Linked DNA regions of Sus scrofa: region 1 is linked to region 2. A link is a contact called in public HiChIP or PLAC-seq data. All regions are on one chromosome and are shown on one strand. Each heading gives the region's core, a stretch centred on a gene start, on an enhancer-like site or on the middle of the called end of the contact. The rest is flanking DNA. Distances are from core to core; before and after follow the strand shown. Region 1 overlaps SASH1 (SAM and SH3 domain-containing protein 1). Region 2 overlaps SASH1 (SAM and SH3 domain-containing protein 1).

Region 1 (3,550 bases), core at 130-2,629, 210 kb before region 2:
AAATAAAATAAAATAATAAAATAAAATAATGACTTTAGGAGACGTTGTCATTCTGCAATAGTGCTTCTTTCGTCTCTCTTCTCCTTTATTCATTCTTCTGTCTCCCTCCTAAAAGGGAGTGACCTGACCTCCAGCCAACCTCACACTTGACCTTCAGGCATGACCCACGTGGGAGGCTGGGTGTAACGGTGAGAATGCGTTAGGATTATCTTCCTATCAGAAGGACCACATGCTGCTATGTTATCATTTATTTTAGGGGACACAAACACCCCCAAATTATTTAGCCATCAGGAGGCCCTGCAGAACTTCCGTCAGGACAGTCTCCCGGGACATTGACATGTGACAATGAGAGAGCCGGCTTGTCCCATATGTCATTCTTTCCCGTAGAAAGACAGAATTAAATCAGAGAAAGATCATTCAAAGTTGCTCAGCTCACGAATTCCTGTGTCTGAAATGAGGAGCATTTTGGTGCCTTGGTGTCTTGTTCTCCCCTGAACCAGCATCTCCCTGAGAAAGAGGCACACACGCATTGGCCCACAGTCTGGGGCAAACATTCTCCTAACACAGAGTCCATCACCGCTTGGCCTGAGGCTTGCAGGGCACGTTAGTTGCCTGGGTTAAGCGTAGGGTACATTCAAATCCTCACTGTTTTCATGGAATAATCGCTAATGAATATAATCGTGTCCCGATGTAATTTGTTTCATTTGCAAGTTGGCAGGAACAAAGAAGGCAGCTTTCTTTAGAAATGATTCGACCTTGGCTGTGAGGGTGAGGTCATTGTTTTACAATTAAGTCATTCCCCCCCTACAGTTACAATAATAGTGATGGATCCCAGAATCCTGTAGCTGGCTCTTTGGCAAAAGAATGAGATCAAATTTTCAGAGTTTGGGCTGCCTTCCCTGAGTTGAAGGAATAGTTTCCCACACCCGAGGCTGCTGGTGGGGAACGGCCCCCTCATACCACAGGCATGACTCTGTGTCAGGCCTCCGCGGCCAGGCCAGCTCAGGGTGCTCTCCAACTTGGGGCGGAAGCCTTTCCAACAGGATTAAGTGAAAGGCATTTTTAATTTCAGTCCCACGTGGGATTTGTGTCACCTGATCTACGTGAAGAGGGAGAAGAGATCTTCTTCAGAGGAAGAGAAAAAGCGTTAGCCAATGATTTTGTGCTTCCCATCAAAGAAAAAATAGCTTCTTTTTTTCACCGGGGTCAAGAGACGTTATCAGCTTCAGATGTCTAGCCATGGGACTGAATTTCCCATATCATTATTTTTGCCTGCAGAGTCATCCTCTTTTTTTTTAAGTAATGTTTTTATCTCTCTTCCTCTCTCACAAACAAAATATGTCATGGTCTCCACAGACCTATTTTTGGCAAACTCTAGAAAAAAAATCTGTAAAATACTTTCAGCCCATCATAGGGGAAAAATATCCACTGGAACTAACACCATAGATAATCAGTGAAATTCCGCGGCCCCATTAAAGATTGCTTCTATCTGTCGTTGGACTTATGATGAAAAAAACATTTGGAAGAGTCTGGAAGTGGGAATTGAGACTTGTGTCCTCATTCTGGCCACGTTGTTAACTAGTTGTCAGACTTCAGCTACAAGTCTTTGAATGTAGCTGAAGAGGTGATTAAATCCACACGATGACCCCTAACTGTCCAAATGCTTCTGAGTGCACGCGAGCGCACACACATACATAAAGTGCTAAAGTCACACATTGTGCCATTACACCTCCAGAATCTTCCTAAAAGACGAGCTCTGAGATGAAAACTGCTAAGCAAATGGCATCTCCTCCTGCTTTTAAAACTTGAGATTTATGGACACCTTGAACTGTATCTAAGACAGTCATCGGAATATGCCTGTTGTAAAGTCTCAGGATGCATATTTATATTCTCTTATAAATGTTTAAGCAGAGAAATTTGTTTTGGAGGGTATGAGTAAGGTTCTTGCTTTTATCATGGTGATGGTTTCACAGGTCTGTGTGTATGGCCAAATCCATCACACTGCGTATCGTAGATTTGTCCAGGTTGTTTGGTTTATCACTTATACCTCAATAAAGCACATACACATGCGAGTCCAAATGAAGTTAATTGTGGTATAAAGGTTGAAGTAGTGGTTCATTCCTCCCTTTCTTCAAATCGCTAGTCAGTGGTTCTGATGCAATTTGTTGACATGTCCGTCCTTCTGCATAGATTGAATGGCAGCATTAGATCGTGAACATTTCTATTTGTGTTTTATTAATTTCCAGAGACTCTATTCTGTTGTCTGTATTTTTTTTTTTTTTTTTGTCTTTTTACGGCCACACCTGTGGCACATGGAGGTTCCCAGGCTAGGGATCTAATCGGAGCTGTTGCTGCCAGCCTACACCAGAGCCACAGCAACGCGGGATCCGAGCCGCATCTGTGACCTACACCACAGCTCACAGCAATGCTGGATCCTTAACCCACTGAGTGAGGGCAGGGATCGAACCCGCAACCTCATGGTTCCTAGTCGGATTTGTTTCCACGACAGAACTCCTGTTGTCTATATTTACTTGATCATTCTTAGACAGACAATCTTGAACACCAGCTGGCTATCAGAGAAGGAATAAGCTGCAATATCGTACAGCTTCCCAAAGCAGTAAAGCTTCATGGTGCAGAGTGTAGGTTCTAGAGTCACAGGATCAGAGTTCAAGTGCCCCCCACCACCACTTGTTAGCTCTGTGACCTTGGGCAGTTGGCTTTACTTCTTCAAGCCTCCACCTTCTCATTTGTATATGGCATTATTTGCAGTATCTACCTTATAGGATTGTTGTAAGGACTCAAGGAGATAACACATTTATATTAATCAGCCCAGTAATTGACATTAAAAGCATTCAATAGATGTTGGGTATTATTTTTATGAAATGAGAGTTGGGTCAAAAATGACTATCATTAGAACCACATCTGTGGGTTATTCCATCATATGTTACTTATGACTTAAACTTTCATAGAGTTAATAAAACAATCAAGAGTGGCTTTTGTTAATTTCTTGGTCCCTTAGTTGTTTCTAAATATGGAATGTAGTTCTATTCAGGATTAACTATAGTCATCTAGGCTTTTACTATGTATGGTGAGGCCTTGGTTAGTAGTGACAAGTGATAGTTGGAAACTTTTCTTCATGGATTTATTTTTAAATAAGAGTGGGGAAGGGTACATTTTATCCGTTTATCCACTAAATCACCTTCATTATAGAAAACATGCTTATTTAATTCCATTAGACAACCACCCTGAACTTTTTTGTGTGATATTTACTGCCAGTATTTTTTCAGTGCATAGTTATTCTTCCATAATTGTAGGCATGCAATATTATATCCTGCTATTTTATTAACCTTTTTTTTTTTTTTACCTGACAACTCATCTTTGGCCTAATTTGAAGGGACCAGAAATGTTCCTTTTGTAAATAACAAACTAAAATAAAGTCGTTGTGATTCAGAGAGACCAGAAGGGTGGGAAAATATGTGAATGACTTCTCCATTCCAGTGGGAACCTGGATGGAAACCCTCTTTTTGGAAGCCAAGAAGGCAAAGTTCCA
Region 2 (3,223 bases), core at 449-2,948:
TTCCTGCTTAGGGAAGACCAAAGGAGATAAACAAATGTTAATGATATGCTGTTGACATTTTGTTCAATCATTGTGTTGTTGTTGTTGTTTTTCACTTTGGAGAAAAGCAGGCGTTGCTTGTCTACAGTAAGATAGGAAAGGGAAAGAGGAATCGCTATATCCATCCAAATTATTTGAAGGAAGTTCATGTAAGAAAAGTAAAAGAGGAACCTTGGTGATTCAGAAACTGCTGGAGTCTAGAGAAGGAGCTGAGTCGGGGCAGTGCTTGGAGGCCTGAGCGAGGTGTCATCTCTGCAGAAACCAAGCATATTCGTCTGCATGGGGGCCGCTTTGGGGAATAGTCATAAGGTGCCATTTACTGGGAGTTCACCAACTGCCAGGTGTTGCCCTGAGCTCTTTACGTTCATGCTTTCCTGTAATTCCGCTAACAACCCACGAAGGTAGGTAGTTTCTATCATCACACCGTTTTACTTCCCATAAAAAAGAACAGGTTTAGATTTATGGCAGTGCAGCCACAGGCGTGCCTGACTTCTGAGCGTGCGGCTGCTCAGCCTGTGCATGTCAGCCTCGGCCTTGGATGTGGTTCTTCAGACACCCACCTTCATCACTTAGGAAGGCAACCTTGCTACGAAAAGCCAGAAAGTACAGGCCAGGAATAGATCGAAATGAAAGAAAAAGCCCGTGTGGGGAGAGTGGGTCCACCAGGGTGACAGCATGTCACCAGCATTGTCACTGGGGAGTTCTGACAATAGTTGACCAGCCTCTGGCCAACAGAGTTACCTTCCAGCCCCGCCAGTGAGCTTGCAGGCTAATTTCCATCAGGTGCCTGAAATGCAATGGTATCGGCTGGGAAGGGCCCCATCTAGGGTAAAGCTGGAGATGACCGAGGGCACAGAGTTTCAAGAGGTGCTTGCTCACTACGTCCCCCATCTGCGAGAGTGGCACCCCGACACTAGGGACCCTCCATGTCTGGTGCCTCATCCTAGTCCTTGCCCCATGGCTGGAAAGGGGTGACCCTTAAATTTTCATGGCCGACCCTAGTATGAATATGCATTTTGTTTCATACTTATTTCAATGAGAGGAGAGAGACTCCTATATGAAAAATGCCTTCAATAACCAAAGGATAATAAGTAATGTCAAAGTAAGAGATGACCTATTTTACACAAAATGATTTGTTTCTCCATATATGCAAGATATGAACGTGAGTTATTCATTTATTTAGGGAAGGCGTAAAGCAACAGAAAATATTAACGACTAAAAAGTGCCTCCCTCCCCCTGTGCACGTGCAATTCGGTAGCATAGATGCCTCAGTCCTTTTTCTGCTTCTTGAGGAAAATTGGTGCTGGCTTTGGGGACTGGCTTGGCAGGCCCGGGATGAGACAGGCAAGGACCCAGACACAGCAAAAGCCAGCAGAAAAGAAACTAATGGAAAAGTGTATTTCCGGAGGCACACGATAAAGGAACCTTTAAAATCTCCTAAGTGTAGTAACATCTAACACATGGTCCTTTCTTAGAAAGGAGGTGAGCACAGTTCCTCTTATTTTTTTGGCTTGGTTATAATGAAGTTTCTGAACAGTCCATCAAAACAAAAACATCAAGTCTATTTTAGGCATCCCTTTCCGCATGGCATTTGTTATACCTTTCTGGTGTGCCAGCCTAAGTCTGTAACAACGCAATAGAGCTGTCTCTGCCTGGAGGAACCTCAGGCTAGTTATATATAAATAGAAGAAGAAAGATGGGCTTGAGCCAGATGATGTGGCCTCCTTTCCTTTGACAAGCAGACAGGAGGCTGTGCAGCAGCAACACAACCAAATCCTGAAAAGGCTTTTGAAACACTTAGTTCTAATAAACCCTTAGGCCATGTTCACATTTGGGGTTGAAAACATACCCTCTCCTCACACATCCTTCTGAGTCTCGTTTCCGAAATTGACCCAAGAACCAGGCCAGCATAGAACGTGCCGTGAATTTCTTTTATATACATGAGAAGCACTGCTGCGTTCAGTAGAGTGGATGAAGCTTTGGACTGAGACACTCTGCTAAACCGAGTTGCATCCCGGCCAGCCCCGTGTCCTTAGGCAAGGTGGAATTCTAGACACAGATGTAAATTGTAAAGAGTCTCGCTTGACCCTTCTTAGTTTTCTCTTTGGTCTTGTGGGGTTGTCTTGCTGTGAAGCAATAGATTCAGAGGAAAAATAGAGCAACCTAGAATTTACCCTGTATGGCATTCAAGGCAGCAGTGTAATTTGTGTGAAATCGATTTTAGTTTTATTCAAGCCAGAAAAAGAAGTGTACTTGCCTGGTGTTCCTTCTCCCCACTGACCGCCCCCTCCCCACCAAGTCGCATTGCCTGCTTCACGTTTTTTTCCTGACCTCTAAAAAATTGGATTGCCCTTGAGTTTAGTCTCAACTTCTCTTCAACCTGTTTGGTTGGTCTCCTGGCTTTAAATAAGCAAATGACTTCCAAACGCTCATCTCCACTCCTCAGTGAATCCCCTGAACTCAGACTTCACACATCCCGAAGGGGTGTTTAGAGCAAGCACCTCAGACCAAGGAGACCTTGCTTCCTCCTCACTTCTTTCCCTGCCCAGCAGGAGGAGTGACTGTCACGGCAGCTCATCCTCCAAGTGCCTGCTCACCTGTCACCTCTTCAGAGAGGCCCCCTCTGTCCCTTCTAGACTTCTCCCCCCTTCTTGATCTGCTCCCCAAGACTAGGGTTCCTCCTCATCTTCTGTTTACTGCTGTGATCTCAGTGCCTCAGAGGATGCCCGACTCATAATGAGAGCTTAATGAGTGTTTATTGAATGCAAGACAAAATGAGTAAGTAAAGGAATGAGAAGGAAGGAAGGAAGCAATTTAACAAAGAATTCACTGAAGACTAAAAGTGTAGGATAAAAAGAATTGGTTAACTTCTGGGGATGCTGTTCCTTAAATTGGTTTTTTGATCTAATCTATACCTTTATGATTTTTCTTATTCTTCTTTCTTTTTGGTTGCGCCTGCCGCTGTGGAAGGGATCAAACAACGCCGGATCTTTAACCTGCTGCGCCACCAGGGCACTTGCCTTATGAGTTTTTTTTAAGTGAATTTGGCCTTCCTGGAGGACTAGAGTAGTTTTAGGGATCTCAAAGAAAAAATGTTCACATTTAAGCAGTTTGGGGGTCTAATAGTTGTGTTATTGATTATTTACAAAGATTAAGTCCAGAGACTTTAAATGCAAAACTCTGT

Evidence for each region. HiChIP or PLAC-seq counts read pairs in DNA pulled down with a chosen protein or histone mark.
Region 1: a contact with region 2 is called in an H3K27ac HiChIP or PLAC-seq map of skeletal muscle, with 2.8 times the contacts expected there. The contact joins two enhancer-like sites. A contact is called at or near these places in 7 of 47 Hi-C or Micro-C datasets (embryonic fibroblasts, heart right ventricle, liver and 3 more) and 1 of 2 datasets of contacts at active chromatin or transcription factors (skeletal muscle).

The regions. Positions count from the first base shown.
Region 1 is chr1:17,605,905-17,609,454 of Sscrofa11.1, reverse strand. The region is part of intron 1 of SASH1 (SAM and SH3 domain-containing protein 1); the gene reads left to right. Among named protein-coding and RNA genes, the nearest start is that of SASH1, 55 kb to the left of the region's middle. Within about 2 kb of position 1,379, at least 25 of the 83 cell types and tissues checked have an H3K27ac peak or open chromatin away from gene starts, as enhancers often do. A contact at or near this core is called in retroperitoneal adipose tissue and skeletal muscle, where this site is marked.
Region 2 is chr1:17,393,941-17,397,163 of Sscrofa11.1, reverse strand. All of the region lies in intron 4 of SASH1 (SAM and SH3 domain-containing protein 1), which reads left to right. Among named protein-coding and RNA genes, the nearest start is that of UST, 260 kb to the right of the region's middle. Within about 2 kb of position 1,698, at least 6 of the 83 cell types and tissues checked have an H3K27ac peak or open chromatin away from gene starts, as enhancers often do. A contact at or near this core is called in retroperitoneal adipose tissue and skeletal muscle, where this site is marked.